2 separate regions of the Triticum aestivum genome follow, and region 1 is linked to region 2. A link is a contact called in public Hi-C data. All regions are on one chromosome and are shown on one strand. The core of a region is the stretch at or near the end of the contact, and the rest is flanking DNA. Distances in the headings are between cores, read along the strand shown.

The links. Hi-C and Micro-C count contacts between places; a contact is called where the count stands out from the background.
Region 1: a contact with region 2 is called in a Hi-C map of leaf, with 6 times the contacts expected there. The contact joins the enhancer-like site here to the promoter of LOC123139134 in region 2. A contact is called at or near these places in 3 of 5 Hi-C or Micro-C datasets (leaf and an unstated tissue).

The regions. Positions count from the first base shown.
Region 1 is chr6B:675,557,726-675,564,322 of IWGSC CS RefSeq v2.1, reverse strand. No RefSeq gene overlaps it. Among protein-coding and RNA genes, the nearest start is that of LOC123134811, 32 kb to the left of the region's middle. Within about 2 kb of position 1,737, at least 1 of the 8 cell types and tissues checked has an H3K27ac peak or open chromatin away from gene starts, as enhancers often do.
Region 2 is chr6B:675,417,942-675,425,168 of IWGSC CS RefSeq v2.1, reverse strand. It overlaps LOC123139134 (two-component response regulator ORR23), which reads left to right and starts at 2,999. Exons shown (of 6, transcript XM_044558933.1): 1 at 2,999-3,873; 2 at 4,341-4,493; 3 at 4,699-5,112; 4 at 5,206-5,282; 5 at 5,888-7,060. The coding sequence starts at 3,735.

The DNA of each region.
Region 1 (6,597 bases), core at 488-2,987, 140 kb before region 2:
GGTACACCATCATAGCTAGAAGGGGAAATAACTTAATTTAACCGGTCTATACTGGGAGAAAAATTATCTTAGAGCATCTACAGCCGGACGTATAATATCCGTCTCAAATGTCAGGGCAGAGCGCCCGGTCACTGACCGTTCAAAAGAGAAAACGACCCAACCAGACCTCTTAAACTGCGGACAAACGTCCGGACTGACCGGCGCCCCTCATATCCAGCACATAATATATGACGGATATGGGGCGGCCCGGGTACGCCCGGCGCGTCCGCCTGACAGGCCAAGCCCACCACCAACCCCACAGTTGTCCCACAAAAACCGCAATCCGGGGGCCTCGCTCCCAACCCTAACCACTCGCTCTTGCTCCGTCATCTCCTCCCCCTTTCTGATTCCGATCCCATCCACTCTGATGTCCAGCTCCGGCAGCGACTCCGGCTCCGAGTTCTACTACGAGGAGGAGATCAGCTAGACCTCCCGGCCTGCACGCAGCGATGCCAGGACAGCGCAGTCCGCACCGCCCCCACGCCATCTCCTTCCCCCGCCTGCCGCTCCTCCAAGCGGGCAGCGGTGGGTGCTAGCGCTCACGCCGTCAGCCCGCACGCGCACTTCGGAATCAGAGGAGCGCGCCGCGCACCGCGAGAGGCAGGGTGCATGGGAGAGGGACGTGGCGGCGCAATCCACACGCTGCCACCGCCGGATGCAGGTGCACCCCGACGGGCGCTGTCGTGGCTTGCTATTGAGCAGGCAGAGCGTGAGGCGAAAGAGGCAGCGGCGGAGAAGGCCCTGGTCACCAAGTTGAAGCGAAAGCATGACAGGACGGTTCGTCGGATGAAGGGGCTCGTCATCCTCTCCGACTCAGACTCCAACGACGGCTACCGCGACTGCGACCGCGACAGATGCACCTCCTCCTCGGACGACCAAGACCCTCCACCAGCTGCGGAGGACTACAACTGCGCCGGCACCCAGAAGGGCAAAGGCCCGCCGAGGAAGTGGTGAAGCTCCGCCGTCTCCGTCTTGAATTTCAAGTTTTTAGCAATCTAGTTTAAACTTGTCCATAGTTTATGTGAACTATATGTGGACTTTGGCGATCTTCTGAAGATCCTTTGGTGATCGGAATGTGCATTTCTATGTCCGATTCTATATATGTTCGATGATCTACGTTGTTTAGTTCCATGTTGCATTCTTAGTATGAATATGGGGTACCGGATATGAGATACACGGATGTAGACGACATGATTTGAGAAGTGCCCGGTCAGTGTCCGCAAACGATACTGGACGCGTCCACGGGCGTTTCAGGGCCCGAATTTGCCATCGCAGCTGTGATGCTCTCCACTACAGGCCACAATTTTTAACCGCTCCAGACTTGGGGAAAATGATCTATATTACTAGCCAGTAACAAGTTTTAACATTAAGTCACTTGATCAAGACACACGACTATGTGTCTATAATTTATGATCGAGTACGTACGCGCGAGAAACAAGGCATTAATTTTCTGATCCCTACACTTTTCAGTCGTACACACGCCGGCCATTTTGCATCTGAGATTTCGGAGGCCCGTACGTAGCAACGGATCCCTCATAACGCGACGCGACAAGCACGTACGACGGCGCAAGAGACGGACGAGCAAATGCACGTCGCTATCAACCGATCGAGTCAAATTTAACTTGCGATCGGTCCCAAGGGCGTGTGTGCGTACGTACGTACTATGTCGCATTAATTAGGTGGGACACGAACGTACGTACCGGTGCAAGCTAATGATGCTAGGTAGATCGATCGATCCAGTGGGCACGCATCATCTTCATCCATGGAAACAATGGAGTATTTTCACACGGTTACCCGTTACCATGGTCCGTGTAAGTGTAACCATGCAGCTTGTTAGACCCCATGCGTAAATGGGCGTACCGTGAACGTGCATGCATGCATGCTCTGATGCTCGGTTGATCGAGGATTCACAAGGTTAATTTGTCCGAATTAGCTACTTATCAGTCGACCGATTTTTCAGTTTGTGGTCAGTCGATTTTTGAACGAATGAAAGACCTCGCCAGAGATAAGAAAAGACCTCGCCGGAGATAGGGAAGGGACTCGTCGTCATCACCCCAGTATCTATCTAAGGGTTCAGGATGGGGTTGGTTGTGAACGGCTGGGGCGGGGGGCGGTGGTGGGGCGGGGGCGCACTTCGCCGGAGAGAAAAATCCAGTCGCGGGCGGGGCTAGAGGGATGGCCGGGGCGGCAGCTAGACCGGGGGTGGGTGGCGGTTCTGGGGATGGCGGGGCGGCGAGGCGGTCGCGGAAGCGCCGCCGACCACGGGTCGCGGTTGCCGGCGGTTCAGCCGGCATCACATTTGGCGGTTGGGGAGCTGGGGAAGAAAAAGATCTTGCTGCCACACGATTTTCATCAAACGGTTCAGGAATCAACTGACGCAAACTGAAATATTCAGTCGACTGAACTGTAGTCTCACCCTAATTTGTCACCCTAATTTGTCACGTACGTTCATGTAGTGAAAACCAACCACTGCACCGACGTCGAAGGTCGATCAAATCGGATGAGATCGTCGCCGTGTCAACGGATGCCGTCATGCCATGCCAGTGTGTACAGCTCTACCCAGCTGCAGTGTACGCCAGTCGCCTGCTGGAGCTAGCGAGCCGGCGTGCGTTGGCGCCGTCGCGACGTGCCCGCAAAGAGTGAAATGTGCGCGTCATCTTCGGCGTGCGCATACGTATAGGGTGCCATTCTCTCCCCTGCCCGGCCGGAACCCCGCGCGCCCACGTTGATCGATCTCTCGCGCGGGAACACGTTTCCCCTGTTGCTCAAACAGTAACCGGACACAGCTCCGGCCCCGCCGCGCCGTCAATCCCCGGTCGTCGCTGCACCGACCGATCAATCAATGGCGATGAAAATGTACGTGCATGTATGTATGGCGAGTCGTGCTGCCTGTGTGCGTGATGGGTGGGTGAATGGATGGATGCAACCATCACTGGACGGATCATATGCATTTCGCGTACGTTTCGGGACTCATAGCAGCACGGATATTGGTTGACTTTTGCCATTCGGTAAGTAAAAGCGCGCTCGTACGTGACGAAGCCCACCGGACCGGCCGACGTCGGTGACCGGCCGGACCATATGCGTGTGCAGGGCCAGGACCAGGGCGTGACCGGCTCGCGAAGAGTGAAAAGAACGGGCGGTGCCCCAACCCCAAGCCAGTCACCCCCCACACAGCTAGCGACCGTGGGGACGGGATGGAGAGCCATTTTTTCTCGTGCAGCGCGTCCGTCCGTGCCATGCAGCAGCACAAGGAACACGTTACACGGGCCGGAACCCTCGCGCGTCTGCACAGTGTGTCGTACGGCGCGGCCCCCGCCAACCCGGGCGATTGACCAACAAACGAACCCCGGAGCCAACCCGGTGCGGCGCCCACGACGTTGACCGCACCCGTCCGGGCCACCGGTGCGCGCAAGCATGGAGGGAGGTGTAAGATAATAAGCGTTCCCTACCTCTCGAGGGTAGCCGCGGTTCTATTTATATTGATATGGGCCGAAGCCAAGCCTCGAAGTACAAGAAAGATTACAAGGAGTTTGAGTAGAAGAAGTAAAGGAAAGGAGTTGGAGATAACTACGGAAACATATTCTCTAACACCCTTCCTTGATCTTAACTATCCTAGATTAAAATTACTCTTGAACTCCTCAAATGGTTTTGATGGCAATGCCTTTGTAAAGTCGTCTGCTACTTGATCCTTGAAAGAAATAAACTGTATCTCAAGCTTCTTGGCTGCAACCCTTTCTCGCACAAAGTGAAAATCAATTTCGATGTACTTTGTCCTTGCATGAAACACAGGATTTGCGGACAAATATGTTGCTCCCAAGTTATCACACCATAAACATGAGATACGATTCTTCTTTATTCCCAATTCCTCAAGAAGTGATTCAACCCAAATGATTTCTGCAGTTGCATTTGCCAAGGACTTATACTCAGCTTCTGTGCTTGACCGTGACACAGTGGCTTGCTTTCTAGCACTCCAAGAGATAAGATTAGACCCAAAAAATACTGCAAAGCCTCCAGTTGATTTTCTGTCATCACTGCATCCTGCCCAGTCAGCATCAGAGAATGCACTCACAAGAGAGGAATTAGAACGTTTGAAATGGAGTCCTATTCCCATAGTATGCTTCACATATCTTACAATTCTCTTGACAGCTGACCAATGTGCAGAAGTAGGTGCATGCAGATATTGACAAACCTTGTTGACAGCAAATGAGATATCTGGACGTGTGAGAGTTAGATATTGTAATGCTCCCACAGTACTCCTATACCTTGTGCTTTCCTCCTCCTGAAGTGGCACACCTTCATATGCTGATAGTTTTTCTGAGGAAGACAAAGGTGTAGGAACTGGCTTGCAATTTTTCATTCCCATGCGAGATAGAAGCTCAGTGATATATTTCTCCTGATTTAACACAATTCCATCTTGAATTTTCTTGACCTCAATACCTAAGAAGAAATGCAAATCACCTAGGTCCTTCAAGGCAAACTCTGAGCTCAAATCATGCAGAAGTGCATTAGTAGCATTTTGTGAAGAACTTGCAACTATGATATCATCAACATGTATAAGCACAAAAATGACTACTCCAGCCTTGTTGTAAATAAACAAAGATGTATCAGCTTTCGAGGCAATGAAACCAAGATATTTCAACTGTAAGCTCAATCTGGAGTACCATGCTCTGGGTGCTTGTTTTAAACCATAGAGTGCCTTGTCAAGCTTGCAAACATAATGTGGTGACTTCTTATCACTAGTAGAAAAAGGGTCAAACGTGAAGCACATTAGTGCCGGTTTGTATTAGAGCCGGCACAAATGTATACATTAGTGCCGGTTCCAACGGCTAGCCGGGCCGCTCTCATTAGTACCGGTTCGTGGCTAACCTTTAGCACCGGTTCGTGCCACGAACAGGTACTAATGAGGGTGGTGGCAGGATGTTGTCAGTCTGGGCCCCCTCCAGCACCTTTAGTACCGGTTCGTGCCACGAACCGGTACTATAGGTCCTTCTGCATATAAACCCTTAGTCCAGCTCGCTCTGTTCTCCCCCCTTTCCCCTCTCCTCTCCTCTCTGTTCTTCCTCTTCTCCCCTCGAGCTCATCACACATTTTGCCCAAAATTTGTCAAGATTTGAAGGCCCCCATCCATTCAAGCTTAAGTGATCACAAAGGTTAACAACTTTGTCCTTTCATCTCTCATTGCTAGATTAGCTCTTGCAATGCTTTTATATAGTTATTAATTTGTGAGTTGAGTAATTTGGGAGGAAATATATATATGTGCTAGTATTTGATTTATATGCAATTTGAGGTCAAAATAACACTTAGTTTGCATATGTAGGTGTGGTTTACTTAGTGCCTTCTAAATCTCCGTCGTAACCACCGTCGATCGCCCGCACCGTCCCGTCGCTGGCACCACCTTGTGGTGAGCCTCTTGTTCATGAAATTTTATATAAAAATTGATGTTTGTGTGATTTGGATATATAGTTACTCGTATAATAATTATCTTACCCGTACGTTGTTTGTTATACATAGTGCCATGGTTTTGATATCCGTCTCTGTCGGCCCTCGTCCTTGTTATGATTCGGATGTGGTATATTCTCTTTTAAAACTATTTGTTGCATTTCGTGTTTATGACAAATTATGCCCATCAAGTTGACATAGATATTTTTATCTACGAGGTATGCAGAAACCAAGACGGGAAAGGAAACATATTATGGTTATATACAGGATATATGGGAACTTGACTATCGACGTGGTTTAAAGGTCCCTTTGTTTCGGTGCAAATGGGTCAATATGACACGAGGCGGGGTAACGGAAGACCCGCAGTACGGAATGACAACAGTGGATCTCAACAATCTTGCGTATGCAGACGAACCATTCGTCCTAGCCAATGATGTGACACAGGTTTTTCTATGTGAAGGACATGTCTACCAAGCCAAGAAAAAGAAAAGATAAGGAAGCGAATGCATCGTACGATGAGCCAAAGCGGCACATAATTCTTTCTGGGAAGAGAAACATCGTGGGAGTGGATGACAAGACAGACAAGTCAGAAGATTATGAAAAGTTTGATGAAATTGCTACATTCACAGTGAATATTGACCCGAGCATCCCGTTAAATGATGAAGATTTTCCATGGTTACGGCGCAAAGGGACACACGCGAAGAAAAAGTTTCACACCCAAAGATCTGGGATGTGATCGGCTTCACTATCATAACTTTCTTCTGTGTTTCACACCCAAAGGGGAATCTCTGTAATAGTTAGGGTAGTTATGTGTTTTGGCATTTGAAACGCGAAGAAATTTTATGTGCAAACAAATTCTTTCATGCCTTTACTGATTTTTAAAGTTAAGTTATTCACAAACTAGTGATTCACACTAATTTCAAATAATTCAAAATTTAAACTATTCAAATTTGGAAACTACGGGCACTAACAGAAAGTTTGTACCTAAAGAGGCTGTGTCAGCCTCCGGTCAGGCTATGGCCCCACCATCACCATTTAGTGCCGGTTCGTACCACGAACCGGTACTAATGAGGTTGTGTCAGGTAAGGCTGGGGCCCCACGAACACCTTTAGTACCGGT
Region 2 (7,227 bases), core at 1,750-4,249:
ACTGCCCGTGGGTGACGGATGGATGGATGCCGTCGTCGACGAGCAGCCACATCGGAGAACAACAACTTCTCAGACGCCTGTGTAGCTCCCAAAGTGCTATGCGTGTTGATCTGGAGCTGTGATGATCTCCATCGCTCCGGGTAGTTTCACGCTTTGCGAACCGTGAGCCCTCTGCCAGGATTGTCTGCGGACGCGTTTCAGCAGGCACCTAAGATTTTATACCTCAGATTAACACAATAGCATGTAGCACACAAACTACGTACTACTCCCTCCGTTCGGAATTACTTGTCCAAAAAGTAAATGTATCTAGATGTATTTTAGTTGTAGATACATCCATTTTTGTGACAAGTAATTCTGAACGGAGGGAGTACTCGTCATCGGGTATTTCGACGACTCATGCGGACCTGCCCTCTGATGGATGGCTGCCTGCTGCACCTTGGACTCCTCCTTCTCGTCCAGCTCGATGAAGATCTCATTGAGCTCCACGTCCGCCTGTCAAATGAAGCGGCGGTTGGCCTTCACCTTCGCCTCTGACTGGATTGAGTCGAGGATGGCTTGATGCTCCGCTGCCTTCTCTGCTTGGGCCACTTTGAAGTCGAGGATGGCTTGATGCTCCGTCGCCTTCTCGTTGAGCTCCACGTCCGCCTGTCAAATAAATGAAGCTTTGCATGACACTACACATATGTTTACTATCTCCGAGGCCCAAAAAACCCTCATCAACAGATGATGTGGATGCAAAAAAATTACATCCCCGCCTTCCAGAGATGTAAAATACAATACCTCGCGATGCAAATACACATCTCCACCTACAGAAGATGTAAAAACGCCAACTGCGCGCAAACCGCCTTCATTTCGTTTCCACCCGCCCGCCTCCTGTGCGCCTCCCGCCGCTCGGGCCATGGCCGACTCTGGCGACCCCGCTGCCGCTGGTTTCGTCGCCCCACCGCCGCGACACTGTCGCCTGATTCGAGTCCCCTCTGTGACGCCCCGCCCGATTTGAGTTATCGTCGCCGGCCATTCGAGCTCCCGTCGCCGGCAAGATGCTCGGGCGCCGTGCCGATCCTCGTCGCTCGGTCGCCGGCGCTCCTCTCGAAGCTCGGCCTCTGACGCTCAATCCCTTAGAGTAGTAGTTTTACATCTTGAAATACATCATCTGCTGGAGTTGCCTCTTTTCTTGAGATGTAAAATGCATTTTTTGGAGATGTAAATTTTTACATCTCCTGTTTTACATCTCCAAATTTGCATCTCCTATTGGCGATGCTCTAAGGATGGGTGCTCACCACACCTTTTCCCCTTCATGAAGTAGAGGAGGCTTTGAAAGCCACACATCCTAATACCGCATCAAACCATATGGGTTCCCATTGCTCTTTTATAAGAAGCGATGTGCCCTAATGGGGCTCAAATTTTCAAGTTGGTTGATGCCTTCTTTAAGGGTCTCCTCGATATGAAGAGTCTAAACTATGGAGTGCTGACTCCTTCCAAGGTTAGCGAGGATTTATGCTCCAATATAGTCCGGTTGCCTTGATCAGTGTGATCTTCAAGCTTGTGGCAATCCCTAGAGCAAAACATGCAATGAGCAATACTCGCGCCACATGCTTTGGCTTTGGTTAGATTCCTAGACATGGAGCCCCCCAATTTGCTTCCTTCCTGAGGCTCTTCAACGTTTCAGACAAATTCAAATTGTAGGATTTGTGACATTTGGATAAATCTCATATGACCCTTCGGTTTACATACTCTCCGTTGCCGGATGATCGGTCTCAATGGATAAACCTTATCACTTTGCTTCAAGATGCCCACCCAACTATCAAGGAAGACTCCTTTGTGCTGGCCCTCGAGTCGTATAGTTAGTTTTTCACAAGTTCCTTCTACACAACAATTCTCAAGGGGCGAGGATTCCAGATAAAACTAAAATCCTTTTGTGCAACTTGATAGAGGTATGTTGCCTAGTGGGGCTCAAGTCTCCAAGTTCCATGCCCCGTGGGACGGAAAATGCGAAGTGTGTGGGGACGATGAGGACATGGACCACATCTTCTTTAGATGTATTTTATCCTAGTTCATGTGGAGTTGCATCAGAGATGTTTTTGGGTGCGTGTGGGACCATCGTCATTTGAGAACTTCAATCTAAGGAATGGTCGGCCCCTTTCATGGTGTATCATAGCCTGCTTCACCTTATTTGAAAACTATGGAACCTTAAAAACAAAGCTCTTATTGAGGGGCACCTTTATTAAGCAAACTCGCTAATGACTTTTACAAGATGACACATGTTTTATAGCTTTGGAGACCTTTGAGAATGCGCCAAGAATCACTGTGTGTCAACAACATCATCTCAAGTCTACGTCCCCATGCGGCTACTCTTCCGTGGTGACTCAGATAGTGTTGGTGCTCGATCTTCAGTAGCGAGTTTTTAGTTGCTGATCTCCATCTCGACATGGCTATTTACTCGCTTTTGAGCACATTTGGCACTTTGTGGACGGACATCAGACCTCATGTTGTATTCGGTAAACCTAAGGGCTTCATAGTAAACCCTGGCGTGAGCCCTTTTTATGAAATAAATTACGCAAATGATATCCAGCGAACGTCAGACTGGGCCTCCTAGCAAACGCTCTATAAGACGTCTGATCACGATCGAACGAACGATAATTTTTCCGTGAAACATGGCAAATTTTTATGCTTGTTTGGCCCTACATGACAACTTTCACCTTTGATCATGCCAAATCCTACAAAAGTTGCCATGACAACTTGAGTTGGTTCCGCCGTCAAAAAATACGCACCCAGAGTCAAGGACCAAAGTCTCCTCAAACAAATCACAAGAATCACCCCTTTGGTGTGAGCCACAGAGAATCACATTCCTGCAGCAGTAGTAATGATCAGTTTGGAGGAGGCTCGTGGATGGACGGGGCCCCGCCTTCTGTTGTATCCTGGCCTGATGACACGCCACTCTTTTGACCCTAGCTCCCTCCTCTATATCCATGGCCGCCCGTGCCCCCTCCCCTCTCACGCACTCACTTCCCACCCCCCTCTTCCTCCCCAACACCAGCCCAAGAACCACCACGCCCCAGCTAGCTCAATCCAACCAAACCCCCGTCCCCTCCGCCCCCTCCTCCCCGCCGCGACCTCCTAGAGACCAGCCGCGGCGCGTACGAGCCGAGAGAGGGGGCGTGCAGTGCGGGATTGGTTGCGCGGTCACCTCCGGCGGTCGCCATCGGCGCCCTTTTCCGCCCATCTCTTTTGGCGTCCAACTCCCGGCCCGGCCCGGCCCCGCCTCTTGCTTTCCCACATCCCCGCTTCAATGATGATGGGGCGGTGGCGGTGGTGGGTTTGGTCCTGAAGCCCCATCCGTCCCCAGGTCCCAATCCACCAGCTGCTCCTTTCTTTCTCCCCCTCCCCGCTTCTCTTTTCAGCTAAGGTTGGACGGACGGCGGGCTCTCTTTCCTTCCCTTGCTGGGGATTGGGAGGCCTCGAGTCCAAGCCACCTCCCCCGTCCACATCCCCGCGCCCGCCTCCCTCCCTCTGCAATTGGCTCGATTTGGGCGGTTTTCTTGGCCTCTTGGTTGGAGCCTAGGGCCAGCGCCACCACCAACCTGCGCGTCCCGTGTGAAATTCGTGTTCTTGCACTCCTCCGAGCCTGTCCGGAGCGAGCTGCCTCTGCTGGGTCGAGTTCTTGGACTTCTTCCGGCGAATTGGTTGGCTTCGAGTGAGGGAGGGGTGGGGATTTTTCTGGAGTTGTTGTCCTCATGAGGACGGACGTGAGGAGGGGCGCGGCGGCGGCGGGGAGGGACCAGTTCCCCGTCGGCATGCGGGTCCTCGCCGTGGACGACGACCCGGTCTGCCTCAAGGTGCTCGAGACCCTCCTGCGCCGCTGCCAGTATCACGGTGAGAGCTCTTTCTTTTTCCTTTTCAGCTCAGGACTGTTAATTTCTTTAGGAGCCGTCTACTGCGTCAGGAGCGGTCAATTTTAGTTGCTCTGTTTCAGAAAATCTGCCTGTTCCTCAGTGTCCAGGACAACCACTAAAAAATTGCTGTTGGTAGTTGTCACGGCTCGCAAGTAGATTTGGTGTACTGAACATCATATATAAATGCTGCCTGCAGCCAAAGATTGAGTACCTCTAGATGGATAGATTCATTTGATTGCGTGACCTGAATTTATGATTCCCTTTTTATAGTACAGATGCACGAGGCATCTGATTTTTGCCATGAAAAATGCATAGGACCATTCCCCTTTTCTTGTATTGTTAGTTGTTACCCACTTTGGAAGAGTAACCTGTTACCAAGCGGTCTGTTTGGTAAGCTACCAACAGAAATTGTAAAAAAGGAAGAGTAACCTGTTGGTGTTTTTTCAGTGACGGCGACGAATCAGGCTGTTATCGCGCTGAGGATGCTGCGGGAAAACAGGGACATGTTTGATCTGGTTATCAGTGATGTGCACATGCCAGACATGGATGGGTTTAAGCTTCTTGAGCTTGTGGGGCTTGAGATGGACCTCCCTGTCATCAGTAAGTTCCAAGTTTTATCCATCTCACAGCTGCCCAATTTTCTTACTGATCTTGGTAATAGGAGCCCAGGAGGTACTTCTATAAAGTACATACAAAGATGTACTACATATGTGCAAAGAATCAATTCAGCACACCAAATCCTGTGATTTGTTCTTCTAATTTAGGAGGGGAAAATGTCAGTGCTAACCAATTATTTTCTGTGCAGTGTTATCTGTGAATGGAGAGACAAAAACTGTAATGAAGGGGATAACTCATGGTGCTTGCGACTATCTCCTAAAACCCGTTCGCATCGAGGAGCTTAGGAATATCTGGCAGCATGTCGTTAGAAGGAAATTCACTACCCGTGACTCTATTAATCTTGATACGTATGAAGAGTGCAATAAGCCACCAAGTGCGGACTCTGACTATGTGTACGGCCAAGTTACATGTGGGTCGCCCGACCAAAGTGGGAGGCCCAGCAAGAAGAGGAAGGAGTACCATAGCGAGGAGGAAGACGAAGACGAGGATAGCAGTGGTCAAGATAACGATGACCCTTCGGCTCCAAAGAGGCCAAGAGTTGTTTGGTCAGTTGAACTGCATAGAAAATTTGTCGCTGCTGTCAACCATCTTGGAATTGACAGTAAGAACTTACCAGTACCTCCCTCCTCTGTTGCTACTGTACTTTTTTTCTGGAGTCACTCATGTTGCTCACTATTCTTTCATGTTTATGCAGAAGCTGTGCCAAAAAGGATACTCGAGCTCATGAACGTTGAGAAACTCACTAGGGAAAATGTTGCAAGTCACCTACAGGCAAGCCACTTAATTTACTTCTTTGTAATTATTATTAGTAGTTCAGTACTCTGTCTGTTCCATACCGCCTAGCTTAAATCTGCACCGCAGAGAGCAGCTAGGTATTCAAGATGGTAGTGCATAGAACAAATTACTATAACTAGGAGATAATTTTTGCTGTATGTGTATTCTGCAAATTTTCATTGAGTTCTTCAGTGCAAATGATACATGATACTAGCATATACTCCCTCCGTCCCAAAATTTGTGACACTTATTTTGGGACGGAGGGAGTAAAATATAATATGCTGAGTGATTAACAGTATTAAAGTTGTTGTGAAAGAAAGCACTGCTGTCACCATGATTATAACCTGGAACAAATATACTTTCAATCTCCATACTAGAGCTGGAGTAAGTATGTATTTTCACTGTTTTTTTGTAAGTATTTTATTTTCACCTTTAAACAGTGCAGTTTCATGCAAATTCTGAAACAAGTAAATGTGTAATCTGGTAGAGCTGGAAAAAGGGACTCATTTGGAAACAAACTAAGTACTAGACGTGAATAGATAATTAAACACTTGGTATAACCTGCTTCACAAGTTTAACCGATTGCTTTGGTGTACATGCAGAAATATAGGCTTTATCTCCGACGGTTAAGTGCTGTGGCATCACAACAAGCTGGCATCGTTGCTGCCTTGGGAGGTAGAGACCCCTTTCTGCGCATGGATGCATTCGAAGGACTCCAGGGTTATCAAGCTTTCACCTCTCCTGCAGCGCTATCAACTTTCAGTGCACATGGATTGCTAAATAGTCCTAGAAACAACCAAACAGCGGTTGTGATTCAGGGGGTGGCTACTTCCAGGTCAATTCCGACTGGAAGTAGCAGTTGCACAACAAATCCTTTGATTGGTGATGCAGCTAAGTATCATCTTAGCCTACCAGGAAACCAGCATGGGAACTTGGGACAAGGTTTAGCAACATCGCTTGGGCAGGCCCAATTGCAACAGAAGTGGATGAATGAGGGCAGTGGTGATCTGTCCACCATCCTTTCTGGGAATAGCCGGGGTAATGGCATGCCTCGCATGCTCCCAAGTGTCACAAGCAGTCCATTACTACCTCCAGATCTCGTGGAGTGCACACAGGCCAAAGTAGCCATCCAGCCATCAGTTCGAGCTCCATCTGCAAGTGTAGAAATTCTCGAAGGTGCCATTGGAGCCTCTTCTGGTCCATTGGAGTCTCGTGTATGCCAGCAGAGCGCTCTTCCTTCATCTGGATTTTCTGCAAACATGTTGCCTGTGCATGGTTCATTCAACAATAATGGTGCTTCATTCAGCAGCAATGGTGCAACCAGATTGGGTGATGCATTCTCAGCAAGTTTCCGTCCAACAAATGACCTTGTGGTCGCAAGAGGTACCAAAGTGGGAGCTAGCTCCTTCGGTGGCGCGGTACATCTGTCTCCAGATACCGAGCAGAAGTACTTGAGCTTTGGAAGTTCAGACAGTCTGCTTGATCCGAAGCTTATGTGGAGCTCCTCTCACCTGCCAAGCAATATTAGTGCTCATCATTCCATGAGCCAAAGGTCGAATAATTGCAGCATCGACAGCAGCCACGGTGGCAGAATGTTTGGACAGACAAGCGCGAGCGCCTCGACAGCTGCTCCACAAGCAAAGTTTGACATCCTCTTCTCAGGAGACACTTCGATGGCAAGGAATGCGTCCGAATCAGGCACTCAAAGGCTGCAGAGCGAGCTCAGCTCCAGCACCTGCAGCTTCGACGGTCTTCTCAATTCCATGATCAAAGTGGTAAGGCGACTTTTTCAACCTCCCCCATACTTTTAACTGTATCGTTCCCCGTAAGGTGCATAACCAGTAGCTTCAACCTAGTAGAGCGATACATTAGAATCATTTAAATTCATTATATTCATCATAATCAGCCTAGGAACATAACCAGTAGCTTCAGCATAACCATT